2 separate regions of the Gossypium hirsutum genome follow, and region 2 is linked to region 1. Evidence: chromatin contacts called from public Hi-C data. All regions are on one chromosome and are shown on one strand. Each heading gives the region's core, a stretch centred on a gene start, on an enhancer-like site or on the middle of the called end of the contact. The rest is flanking DNA. Distances are from core to core; before and after follow the strand shown. Region 1 overlaps LOC107956596 (a long non-coding RNA gene). Region 2 has its middle 47 kb from the start of LOC107956593.

Region 1 (6,155 bases), core at 325-2,824:
ATCTATAATAAAAAATCTTAAAGGGAGAGTGATATTATTTAGAGTATAATAACTATTAATTCTCTAACTATCCAAGTTTGACAGCAATTGGCTGTTATTAATTCTGGGAACTACCAAACTAGAGGTGCTGATGCATTTTGGGTAGGATTTGGATTAAGGTTTTTTGGCTTTGAATCAACCTAAATTATGTAACTATAAAAAATATAAAAAAATAATTTTATATTAATATTAATATATTTTTATAATTATTTTTTTTTAAATTGCAAAATTTACCATTTGAACATCTAAAATCCAATCCAAATCTGAATATTTTTTAAAATCCAACATAGACCTGATACATAAACACATTTAAACCCAAGTAGAAGACAGTATAAAATGCATTCATTAGTTGTTTTTTCTTCATGTCTTGCTGTCAAAGCTAGAATACATTTATAAAAACATCCCAATTTATTATAATTTAATTTATAGAGACCTTCAATTCGGGCGGGAATATAATCTAATACTTTTACCAAATACTAATGTTACTAATAATAATAAATTAAGAAGGCAAATGATAATTTAAAATTATCATTGCTAAAAGTCTTCGCCTTATTGCATAAACCACCTACTACCGAGCATTAACGCCCATTATCAAAGTGGAAAATTTTTCAACGGGAATGATGAACAATTACTAAATCTGTAAAAATATAGCTAAATTACCCATTAATCATTTTAAAAAGTCACTCTAAATTTTATTTTTTAATTTGGTCACCAAAAAAGAAATTCAATAAATTGGTCAATCCGCTGTTAGATGGCAACTAAATGCCGGCTTTGCTTTTCCACGTTAGTCAATCTAAAATTAGGGTAAACTACTCATTAGTCACTCTAAATAAGAGTCATTCATATTTTTGTCATCTCAAAACAATACATGAAAATACACAATTAATCTTTCTGTTATTATTTTACGGTCGAGTATCAAATTTGATCAAAATTTTTTCAAGTAACCAAATTTACAAAAAAAAAAAAAAGGAGTAAGAAAAAAAATAGAAATATAACACTATTTAGAATGACTAACATGATGATTTACTCAAAGTTTTAATCCGTTTCATTCTTTCATATATTTATATATAAGAGAAAGTTAAAAGTATTTAACAATTGAAGTCGAAATTTGATATCAACCAAAACTTAATTTCAACGAAAATTCTTAACCATTACACTACAAATCTGGTATACAAATAAACAAAAATGAACTTCTGACGTGGAAAGCATTTGAGATAGTGGCAGCTAGGGACATAACTTACAAATTCCGACCACTAATTTTCCTTCTCCTTATAAATCATTTTCCTTTGTTAATTTCTAATCAAGTTTCATTTCGAATCAATTGGATCTCTATGTGACAAAATTGGCAGCAAAGATTTCAATGGGGAAAGGTTGGTCTCTCCAAATCCCATTGACTTCCTTCATGATCCTGCTCAACACAATCCCTTCAGAACCGAAAAGTGTTTTGGAGGTGAAACGGTACTTCCACAGCCTCAGAAACGTCACCGTCTTCGCCAATCATGCAGAGTTCAAGTTCTTGCATAGCTCCAACATCGAAAGGATGCTAGCCGGTGTTGCCGACCCCTTCGTCACTACCAATGCTCTCATTGCTAGGGAAGCTGCCTTGGCCAGTTGTGGTAGGGGAGAACCCTATCACAAATGCCTTCCTCCTCCAAATGACAATAATCCGCCGAAGGAACCCTACGGCCGTTATAAGCGAGGTAAGCCATGCCCATGATTTTGCTATTAGTCCTACGTAAGTTGTAAATTTAGTTTATGTACTATAATTTGGATAATTTTAGTCATTGTATTTTTTTTAATCGGTCAATTTTAGTTTGTATTTGTCGAAACCATTTTTTGGAAATCAACTTTTTATTTTAAAATGAAAATTGAGTAGCCACCAATCCTTTTTAATTAAGTGTGATTGGATCACCTCAAAATTTACTCATTCTAATAAAATGTTAGATATCCTAAATTTCCGGACTACAAAATCTAGGAAATGGATTCGGGAGTCGGTTACACAGGAGGAAGGATTAGCACCCTCATAACGCCCAAAATTGGTACCTAGTTGATTACTTGATGTCTTAGTGTCAAGAATTGAGAATTCAAAGAAAATTTAAAGTATGATCCCCTTCTTGCATGATTTTATTAAAATATTGCCAACTAAATTAAATTTTGTGAAAAAGGCTTTATTTCGAGTTAATCGGGAAGAAAAGATCATGCCCTGTAAATTAGGGCATGATGTCTCGAATCATCAAAAACAAGAATAATCGCCATTTGATTATTACCTAAATCCTATGTGTTTTCATTTTAAATAGGATATTCGATTATTTTGGTTCAAGGAGAAAATCATTCTCCGTAAGTTAGGAGCACGACCCCTCAGATTCCCCAAATAAAAAATATTGCATCGGTCTTAAGTTATTATTATTTTTATGCATTTGCGCAGAAAAACAAATGAATGTATGTAGCAATATTTACAACACAAGATGATCCCAAAATTATGAGATCTAACGAAATAATAACATAAATAATAAAAATGACAATAATATAATGAATACAACAATAAATAATAATTATTATTCAATTAATAAAACTATATAATAATAACAATAATAATGGTAAAGTAATATAAAAAATGGATGTTAATAATATATTAAATAACAATAATGATCACTTAATAGTATTAATTAACAATAATATTAATTAACAATCATTTTTGAGCAAATTTTAAGAAAAAAATAATATTAATTAAAAATAATAATCACTTAATAGTATTAATAGTATCAAAAATTAAAGATAAAGGGCCAAACTAAAATAATCAGGAAATTCGAGGGCAAAAAATTAAAAAAAAACAACAAGTACAGGGGCTCAATTAAATGAATAGGGGACTAAATTGAAACTATTATGAAACTTCAAGTATAAACAAATAAAACAGTAAATAATAATAATAATAAAATGCAGGGACCAAAAAGGTAAATAATCCCAAACTCAGTACACATCATTCCAAAAGGTCGATACACTACACCAAAACAGGTTTTTAGCAGCGTTTTCTAGGCCTTTAGCGGCGCTTTTTAGCGCCACTAAAAGTATTTGCGGCGCTTCCAAAAGCGCCGCAAAAAATGCCGCTGTTGATAGCGCCACCAACATTTTCAGCGTTTATAGAAATAAACGCCCCTAAAAGTCATGTTATTTAGCGGCGCTTTCCCACAAACGCCGCTAAAGGTCATAACTTTTAGCGGCGCATTTTTGAAAAATGCCACTATTGTTTGGCGGCTTTTAGCGGCGCTTTTTCTAAAAGCACCACTAAATTTGGGATTTTTGTAAAATAAAATTTTTTATTTTTTCAGCCCTCGTGTAGCAACAAGTCAAAAGCAACCAAATCTAAATCAGCCAAAAGCAACAAATTTATATAATATTTCAAATTAAACGAATAAAATTATATTAATATCAATAAATAAAACATCATTCATATTATTTTCACAAAAATTTTAAAAGTTAAAATGATAAAAATATTTATACAATACACTATGACGGCGGAAGTTGGGACTGGTGGAACATCTTCATCATATTCTGAAGCTGTTGCTGGAGTTCGTCGTACTTTTTACTTTGCTCTGCTTCCCTCACTACAGCCTCTGCTTCCTCGCTGCCGCCTCTACTTCCCTCGCTGCCGCCTCTGCTTTAAGTTGTAGCTGGAGTTTTTCATATTTCCTTTGAACGTCAACTGTGGTCGCTTGCATCTCAACTATCTGGTCTTTTAACCTCTGAACTTCAGCTTGAGCCTGACTCCCCGAAGGCATATATTGGTGCGAGCTGGATCCAAAATATTGGGTTGGGTTAACAAAAGATCCTTGAAATCGAACCCGACCATACCTTTCAGGACCGAAAACTTCAATAATAATCCAGTTATCAATGTCTTCAAGATGAATAGAACTATCACTGGAGGCAATCACTTCGTACTCCACCTTTTTATCCTTTAGTTTTTCCTAATAAATAAATCACATAGTTAGGAACGCAATATATATTAAAAAAACAAATGCAACATAAGTTACAAGCAATGAATTAAACCATTAGAAAATAAACACTATAAATAACTAAAACAAGTAAAATCGTATTATGTAAACGTACCATAATTTCTGCAGCTTCAGGAGTCATAGGAGATCCATCTTTCTTCCTATGTGTAATCTCAAAAAGTTGAAGGCGTCCAACTTTTTGACCAGATGACAGTTCCTACAATATATTAGTAAAAATATTATTTAATGGAAAGTAATACATATTTAACAGTATTAAAAAATTAAAAATACCTCGGCCTCAGCTACACAAGCAAAACTTTTCGACCTAGCTGCGTGAGTGAATTTCTGTTTCTCCCTGCTGCTTTTTCCAACTTGTTCACGATCCTATGTTATGAAATTATTAGTACGTAAATATATAATACTATAAACTAAAATAATTACAAGAGTTTGGAAGTATATCATACCTCGCCTTTCTTCGAATGCCAAAATCTAACCGCATCTTCCCATTGGTACCTTAGCATACCTGGCGGGACATTTTGCAATTTCTCAGCGAGGGTTGTTTTTGTCTTATAGTAATCTTTCTTTAAAGTGCTTTTATGGTCTCTCCATCTTTTTCCCAATGCCTTCTTTACATAAGTATCCGAGACCTCTAAAGCAAACCTCGCCTACAAAAAACACAAGTTAAGAAAGTAAATCTAAATGAAACTAATTCCCAAGTATTACAGATGACATTAACGTTTTGTTACCTTAATATTATCGAGGGCTTGGTTTTTGTTACTATCGGGCATTTGATGCCATGACTCGTAGTTGATAGGCAACATATTCGCATTTCGTGCTAAAATGCCCAAGTATCCTACTAAAAGTCGAGCTTCTGTTCCAACAGGCTGGCCAAAACAGTTTCTGCATACTTTTACACGCTCGACTGGATCTAACTCGTATAAATCTCTAAGTAGCGTACGTCCTCGACCTCTGTGCGTCCCACTATTTTCAGCTGAAAAATGGTATATTATAATATAAGAATTTGAAAAATAAATCAATTAGAATTCAACACGCATGTAAATAAAATATAAAATTACTTTGAACTTTTGTAGGATCCTCAGGTGCAATCGGAACATTCTAAGATCCAATAGTTGTTTGTTGTTCACTATTTGTTTCTGTCGAGTTTGGAGCATTTTGAACAATGCTTCCCCTTGGAATTTTTCTTCTAGGCATTTTATCTACAATACACATAAAATAGTTGAAAACTTAATAACTAATTACAACAATAACAGCACATATAAAATAGTTGAAATATATAATAAGACCAAGATTTAAATTATGATATTACATATAATTAAACAATCGTAAAATCTTACTACATCATTATTCGTAAATATCTTCATCCGTATCCTGACGAACCCATTGAAATTGTGTACTAGTACCAGGGATATTATCGTTTAAGTTTTGTTCTGGAAAGGGCAAAGTTTCTGATCTGTCAAAAATAATAAGCAAACTATAAAAGCAAAAATATAACCAAATCCAAAATTTAAACATTTGGAGGTGTTTTTTAATAAAACTATTTATGGAAACATATGAATAAATACCTCAAATTTCCTCGATTTCGAAGCAGACGGCTGCCAAACAAAAAACACAACTAAATTAGTACAAAAAAACAAAAAAAAGGAGTAAACAGAATATAATTTTAATCAGAAAAAAATAGGAGTAAACACAACTAACATGTAAAGCTCGATAATAAAATTGAACCGACTGTTTTCTAATAATTTAAATATTAATTGAACCGACTATTTTCTAATGCTGTTTTCTACGTAACAGTATTAATTTGTCAGAGCAGTTTGAAAGAATTGCAGGGTTGTCATTGTTGGTATGAGATTAATATTGTTCAAGTAAAATTCACTATTTCTAAATACAAAATTTTAAGGTTTTAATATAGAACCAATATTTACTTGGATAAACAGTTAGTTTTTCCATAAAATCTTTTCATTTGTAAATCTTAATTCGAATTAAAAAGATTTAATTTCTCAATTGGTGAAATAAAATAGTTCGATAAAAAAAGCCTGAATTAAAAGAGTGAGGCACAAATTTTAAAAATTTTAGAATTTCATGGGTGGACTTGGGCTTTTGACCCAT
Region 2 (6,628 bases), core at 2,775-5,274, 110 kb after region 1:
TTTCATCCTCAGAGCGATGGTCAATCTGAGAGCGTAATTCAGATACTAGAGGATGTGCTTCGGAGTCGTGTGATATATTTTCGAGGTAGTTAGGAGGACTTTCTACTGTTAGCTGAGTTTGCCTACAACAACAGTTTCCAGTCTAGCATTCAGATGGCACCTTACGAGGCTTTGTATGATCGTAAGTGTCGTACTCCACTGTGTTGGACTGAGTTGGGTGAGCGATGAATTTTGGGTCTTAAGTTAGTTTCCGAGACTGAGGATAAAGTTAGATTGATTCAGGATCGTCTGAAGGCAGCTTCTGATAGACAGAAGTCATATGCATATTTGAAAAGGAGGGATATCGAGTTCTCTGTGGGAGTCTTCATTTTCTTAAGGTTTTTCTGTGGAAGAAAGTATTGAGGTTCGGTCGTAAGAGCAAGTTGAGCCCTAGGTTTCTTGGATCGTATCGAATTTTGAAGCTTGTTGGACCGGTCGCTTATTAGTCGGAGCTACCTCTAGAGTTGGACCGTATGCATGATGTGTTTTATGTCTCGATGTTGAGGCGGTACCAGTCTGATCCATCTCACGTTGTCTCTGTAGAGGAGATCAATGTTAGATCGAATTTGACTTTTAAGGAGGAGCCAATTCAGATTTTGGATCATGATATTAAGGTTCTGAAAAGGAAGTCCATTCTGTTGGTTAAGGTTCTGTAGCGGAATCATGGCACTGAGGAAGCCACGTGGGAACCTGAGGACCCGATGCATCAGTAGTATCCTTATCTTTTTGGATCAGGTAAATTTCGAGGTCGAAATTTCTTTTAGGAAGGTAGAGTTGTAACACCCCGCTTAATTTGTTTCTGTTTCTGTAAACATCTGAGAAGAATATATATCCACTTCAGTGATTAAGTGTTCTAGGTGTGTGTGTGTGTGTGTGTGTGTGTGTGTGAGGTCTTGGGTTCAAGCTTTATTTTTGGCAAATTTTGTTATTTTTTTATCCAAGCCTTACTCTTATTGAATGGGCTTATGCTAAATTGTTCGTTAACTCATATTAGAATGAGCTTGCGGATTTGAGTGGTAAGGTGTTAGGGTGTTGAAGGTCATGTGTTTGAATCCCTACATGAGCAAGGGTGTTAATTTTTGCTTTGTTGACTGATAAAGTTTCGATATAGCCGAAATTCTATGGGAGTTGAGAGTTAGTGGGTTAGTGAGATTTAGTGGATATTGGGAAGTTGAGATATTAGGATTTAAAATTTTATTTTTATTTTTATTTTTTTCCTAAAAGTTTCTAACTTTTTTTCTCTCTTCTCTTTATCCTCTTTTGACATTTTTCTCTCTCATCGGTAAACTTCTTTTCATTTTTCTTTGATTCTATCCGTGAAAGCCTCGGTCAATCTTTGCTACTGCGATTTTTGGGTTCTCTAATTGGTTGGTAAATGGACCTTCGCATCTCTTTATCAATTGGTTTATGGTTTTTAGCGATAATAATCTATAGCGATTGATTAGTGGAATTTTATGTTTAGGAAAAGACAGTGAAGTAGTGGGTTCTACTCCAACAGTCTAATCTGTGCATATGATCGGGTTTGATAGTGTAAGTGTGGCGCATTGCTCAGTTTAGTATTGATAGTTTTGCAATTAGGTTGCTAAAAGGTGTTGGGTATTTTGTTTTTAGGTGTTGGTGGTCTTGGGAGTGGTTTCGCATCAAAACAAAACCAGATGTATTCCCAAATCACGAAAAATTGAGTTTCAATAAAAGCCGAAAAAAATATTTTGTCGACGTTACACGGGCATGTGCCTGGCCGTGTGGTTGGCTGTGTACGAGACACGACCGTGTGTCTAACAAAAGTATAGGTATGGTCTTGTAGGCCACACGGGCTAGGCCAAGTTAGGCATGTAGGCCTACACGAGCATACCACAAGGGCATGTGAGTGTGCGGCCAGGCCATGTGGGCCACACGGGCAAGGCCAATCCGGGCGTATGGGCCACACAATCTTGTGAGCCAACACAGGTATGTGGGCCCGTGATTCTAAAATTTTCCCTAGGGTCACACAGGTCGTGCCGATCGATTATGGGCCTACCGTAGGGTCGATAAGGGCTATCCAAACCCTAAAATTAGATGATCTGATATTCTGATAGACTCCTCTGAGTAGGACACTATTATGCATGTCTGACTATTTTGTTAAACATATATATATGTTATCCGTATACGAGCATGTAAGCATGATATTTTTGTACCTATATTTTGTAATTATGTTTGGGGTGGGAATTGTATATGTGGAGGAAGTGATCTGTAAGGCGATGCTTCGCCTATATTTTGGAAGCCTGACTGTATATTATCTGATATGTGTCGTAATGACGCAACATGGTGTGTAGGGATGGGTGGGTGTTATTAACCCCACATGGTGTGATGGGATGGTTAGAGTTGGTGTGTAGAGGATGGGGGTAGGAATCTGTATAATTATTCTGCATATCTAATTCTGTTATCTGTATTTGTAAAGGACTTAAGTCTGAACCTGTATTTGACTGTATATATGATTTCTGCTTGTATTGCATGTCTATTCCTGTTGGGTTACACACTGAGTTTACGAAAACTCACATATGTTTGTCTGTTCTGTTCATGTAATCCACAGACTTAGGTGGATTGGAGTAACGAAGCCTCACGGTGACCACGAGTTCGTAAACTATTAAAGATCGCAGATTTTATTTTTGTTAAGGTTTATTTTTGGGATTTTTGGAATAATTGGACTTTCCGGACTGTTTGGATTTTAGGATTTATGTTTTAACATTTTATCTGCGACAGGTATTCAAAACGTGGTTTTTACTAAAACAAAAGTTTTTTAAAAATATGAATACGATTTCCAAAAATAACGTTTTCTATGACTTCCACTGTAAACTACGTTTTGGCAAATCAAATAATGAAATAACACTTCCGATAAATTGATATACATAATTATGGGTTTCAAAACTTGGATGGTTTACCGAACAACTTTATAAGTTTTACTGAAATAACACTGTTTTCAAAACTCTTTCATGTGACACTCTTGGATTCGGCCATAACGTCTAGGTCGTGTTTAGGGTGTTACATTTTCTTTTTCTTTGCTTTGAAGTAAAATAAAAATAAAAATGCTACCTTTTTTTTCTTTTGAAATTTGTTCCTTTATTGTATTTTTTTAATCTATTCGATTGCTTTCTCTGTTAAAAAAATTTACAACATGTTTGTTAGGCTTTTATAGCAAAATTGATTATATATTTTATTGTTTTTTTCTTGCTTTTTTGTTTCTGCTTTTGTGTTTTTTCCTCTTGCAGGTGGTGGTGGTGGTCAACGACGATGTGGAGTCACGCTTTTGCCATTTCAGTGAAACAATGGCAGGGGCAAACCTTGGGCGGCGTGCCTGCTGACGTGGAGAGGAGCGGCAACGACTGGTGAAGTCTTAGGGGAATTAGGGTTTTTTTTTTAGGTTTTGGGCTATTGGGCTTTATGGTTTTTTTTGTAATATGGACTATTTAATGGACTTTAATTTATTTTTTTATTTGTTCAAACTTAAACAACTATACATGTTATTAATGTTATATATGGGCTTACTCTAAACCCTTGAGTTATGAAGACTTGTACTTCCAATTCTAACATTGCGGAGATTGATTATATATAGTTGAAACTTTTTTTTATTTTGTAAAAATACTACTCAATTTATTATCCTTATTTATTCAAACAAATCTTACATTAATTATATAACATCAACGCAAAGGGCAATTCAGCATCGCCCTTCCAATAACTAGAGGAATGATATTAACACACAAGAATCAACGTTTAGGAAAGGTAGATTATATCACATGAAAGGCTACAAATATCATTGCAAAAATAATACACACCGGGGACAACTCAGGCATGGAACTTGAAAATTGATGGACTTTTTGGGCCTTACTAGCTGCCCTGGCGGCAGTAAATTCCATTACAGTTTGGATTACTGCCTGTGGCGGGAAGACTACTACCGTATGAAGGCTCCGGGCAATTTTTTTGTGACGGCTCATTAGCGTTTCCCGTGCTACCGGTTATTGTCGCACTACCGCTCTGGAGCATTCTAACAATGTTAGAATTCATCACCATGTCGAGTTCCCACTCCAACTCCAAGTCGAAAGCCTCGGTGGTCAAACATTCGTGGAGGTGGCCTTACACTCGTAACTGGTGTTGCTCTTCACTATAAAAGCAGCCGTCGGATGAGTTATGTTCAAGAGAAATGTAATCACAGAGAAAAGCAAGAAGAAAATATGTTTTTCTCTTTCAATGAACCCCATTTTTTCTCTCCCCTTTTCCCTACCTTTCTCAATTGGCTCAGTAGGTGAAGCAACAAGTTAATCACTTGCTTTAATTTATAGATAAAGAGGGATGCAAAATATTGGGAGTTGTCCCTCATGAATTGGCCAAATTAAATATTTTATTCATTAAATAGACAACTTTATCATGGGATTCCTTTAGTAGCATTCCATGTTATATCTTGAAATGACATAAAAACTTAAATAAGAGTTGAAATGTGTAGCAAATTAGCAAAAATTAGTAGTTTAAGTTCATGCATTTACTAACAATTGGACTAATTTTGTAGTTTTCATAAAATACATGGATCAAATTATGACAATGTATAAGAATTGATTTCTCGATTTTTATAAACTGGAGGGTTGAAACACATAGTTAGATCTATTAATATTGTTTATATTTATTAAAGTTTTATTTGGTTTGAAATATTTTTTGTTCTCAAATTTTTATTAAATCAATTCATATTATATCATTCTAAAATTTTTAAATATAAATATAATAACAAAAACAAAGTACACATTAACACTGGTCGTAAATAGACTTGTTCAAAAGCTGAGCTATCCACCCAAACTAAAAGATTTACTTGAAATTTAAGAGGATTTAAACAAAAATATTAAACCCAAAAAGTATATTTTGTCTAAAAAATTAAGCTTATTTAAAATATAAGTTGAGCTCAAACTTTAACATTTCAAACTCCATCCAAACCTCAAACCAACAATGCTTACTTTTAGTTTGTTTTTTCTTGAGAAAAATAAAATTTTATTAATAATTAAAAGTGTAAAACTAACCCAAAAATAAAAAGTAATTAGTACACCAACACCAAAAGAAAACCTAAATAAACAGTTGAACACTTTTACGAAAGTAAAAGAGGAAAAAAAACATAGTTGCACCTAAAATACACCTAAAAAAAATCAAATGTAATATAATGTAGATATGAAAAAAAAATCAAATCTATTGATGGCAGAAGGTTCAATATATGAATTTTACGTTCTATCACATTAAAACTGTTCAATCTTTCCGTAAAAAAACACACACACCATTCAATATAATAAATCTTAAACAATATTACAGCATCCACTTATACTTTAATTATTTAATATTAACGCAAACTAATACAACTCTAACAGGGCAATTAAACATCGCCCTTCCAATAACAGGAGGAATGATATTTACCACACACATGAATCAAAGCTTGGGGAAAGGGTAGATTATCATATCAAAGGGACAAAGATCATTGCAAAAATAGTATTCACTAGTGGTTTCTGCCACACCCACGGTCGTACTCTCCCCTACAGTTTGGTTTTCCACCTGCGAGGGGAGGACAACTAGCATATTGAGGATCCGGGCAAGGGCGTTGCCACGGCTTTTCAGCGTTTCCCGTGTTACCGGTCCCTGTCCCACCACCACCCTCAAGGATTCTAACAAAATTAGGATTCATCACCATGTCGAGCTCCCACTCCAACTCCGAATTGAAAGTCTCCACGGTCCGACATTCATCGAGGCGGCTGTTGCACTTGTAGCTGGTGTTGCTCTTCACTATGAAAGCAGTCCCCCAATGACTTATTTTCAAGAGAAATATAATCACCATGGAGGCAAGAAGAAGATTTGTTTTTCTCTTTTCAATTAACCCCATTTCCCCCTCCTCTTTCCCTACCTTTCTCTCAATTGGCTAAATAGGTGAAGGAACAAATTAGTCACTTGCTTTAATTTATAGATAAAGAGGGATACAAAAAGATTGGGAGTTGTCCCACTTGGCGAAATTAAATATTTTATTCATTAAAGGGATAAATCTCAAATTTTTACATGAATTTTAATTTAATGTGTAATTTGATATATGAACTTTGGGTTGGTTCAATTATATACATGAAATTTAGATTGTGGTTCAATCATGCATATTTAAAGAAAAAAATACATCATTTTATTTTTACATTAGATAAATATGATTATATATGTATGCAATATATAAACACAAAATGATGCTATATCAATAATTGTATTAATAATTTATGAGAATTTGATTAAATCCAAATTTCGTGTATAAAATTGCACAAAACCAAAGTTCTTGCACATTAGACCAAAATTCATGTATAGTTTTGAGATTTATCCCTTTATTAAATAGACAACTTTATCATAGGATCCACTTAGTAGAATTCCATGGGTAAAACTACCATGGAAGTCCTAAGAGTCAGATTGCATTTTACCCTATTTATTCAAACAATGGGCAAATTAGTCCCTATACATTATATTAAAGAGCAATTTGGTCATTTTTTTAAAAAAATTTCATCCATCTATATTGTTAAAAATTAGTGTGGTTGACAGAATAATTAGACAATGATACGTG

What was found. A called contact is a pair of places that touch in the nucleus more often than the background predicts.
Region 2: a Hi-C map of leaf shows a contact between it and region 1, with 2.7 times the contacts expected there. The contact joins two enhancer-like sites. A contact is called at or near these places in 10 of 34 Hi-C or Micro-C datasets (hypocotyl, leaf, petal and 1 more).

Annotation. Positions count from the first base shown.
Region 1 is chrD07:10,617,162-10,623,316 of Gossypium_hirsutum_v2.1, forward strand. It overlaps LOC107956596 (a long non-coding RNA gene), which reads right to left. Exons shown (of 2, transcript XR_001700168.2): 2 at 5,612-5,641. Among protein-coding and RNA genes, the nearest start is that of LOC107956596, 4.6 kb to the right of the region's middle. Within about 2 kb of position 1,575, at least 2 of the 9 cell types and tissues checked have an H3K27ac peak or open chromatin away from gene starts, as enhancers often do.
Region 2 is chrD07:10,727,312-10,733,939 of Gossypium_hirsutum_v2.1, forward strand. No RefSeq gene overlaps it. Among protein-coding and RNA genes, the nearest start is that of LOC107956593, 47 kb to the left of the region's middle. Within about 2 kb of position 4,025, at least 2 of the 9 cell types and tissues checked have an H3K27ac peak or open chromatin away from gene starts, as enhancers often do.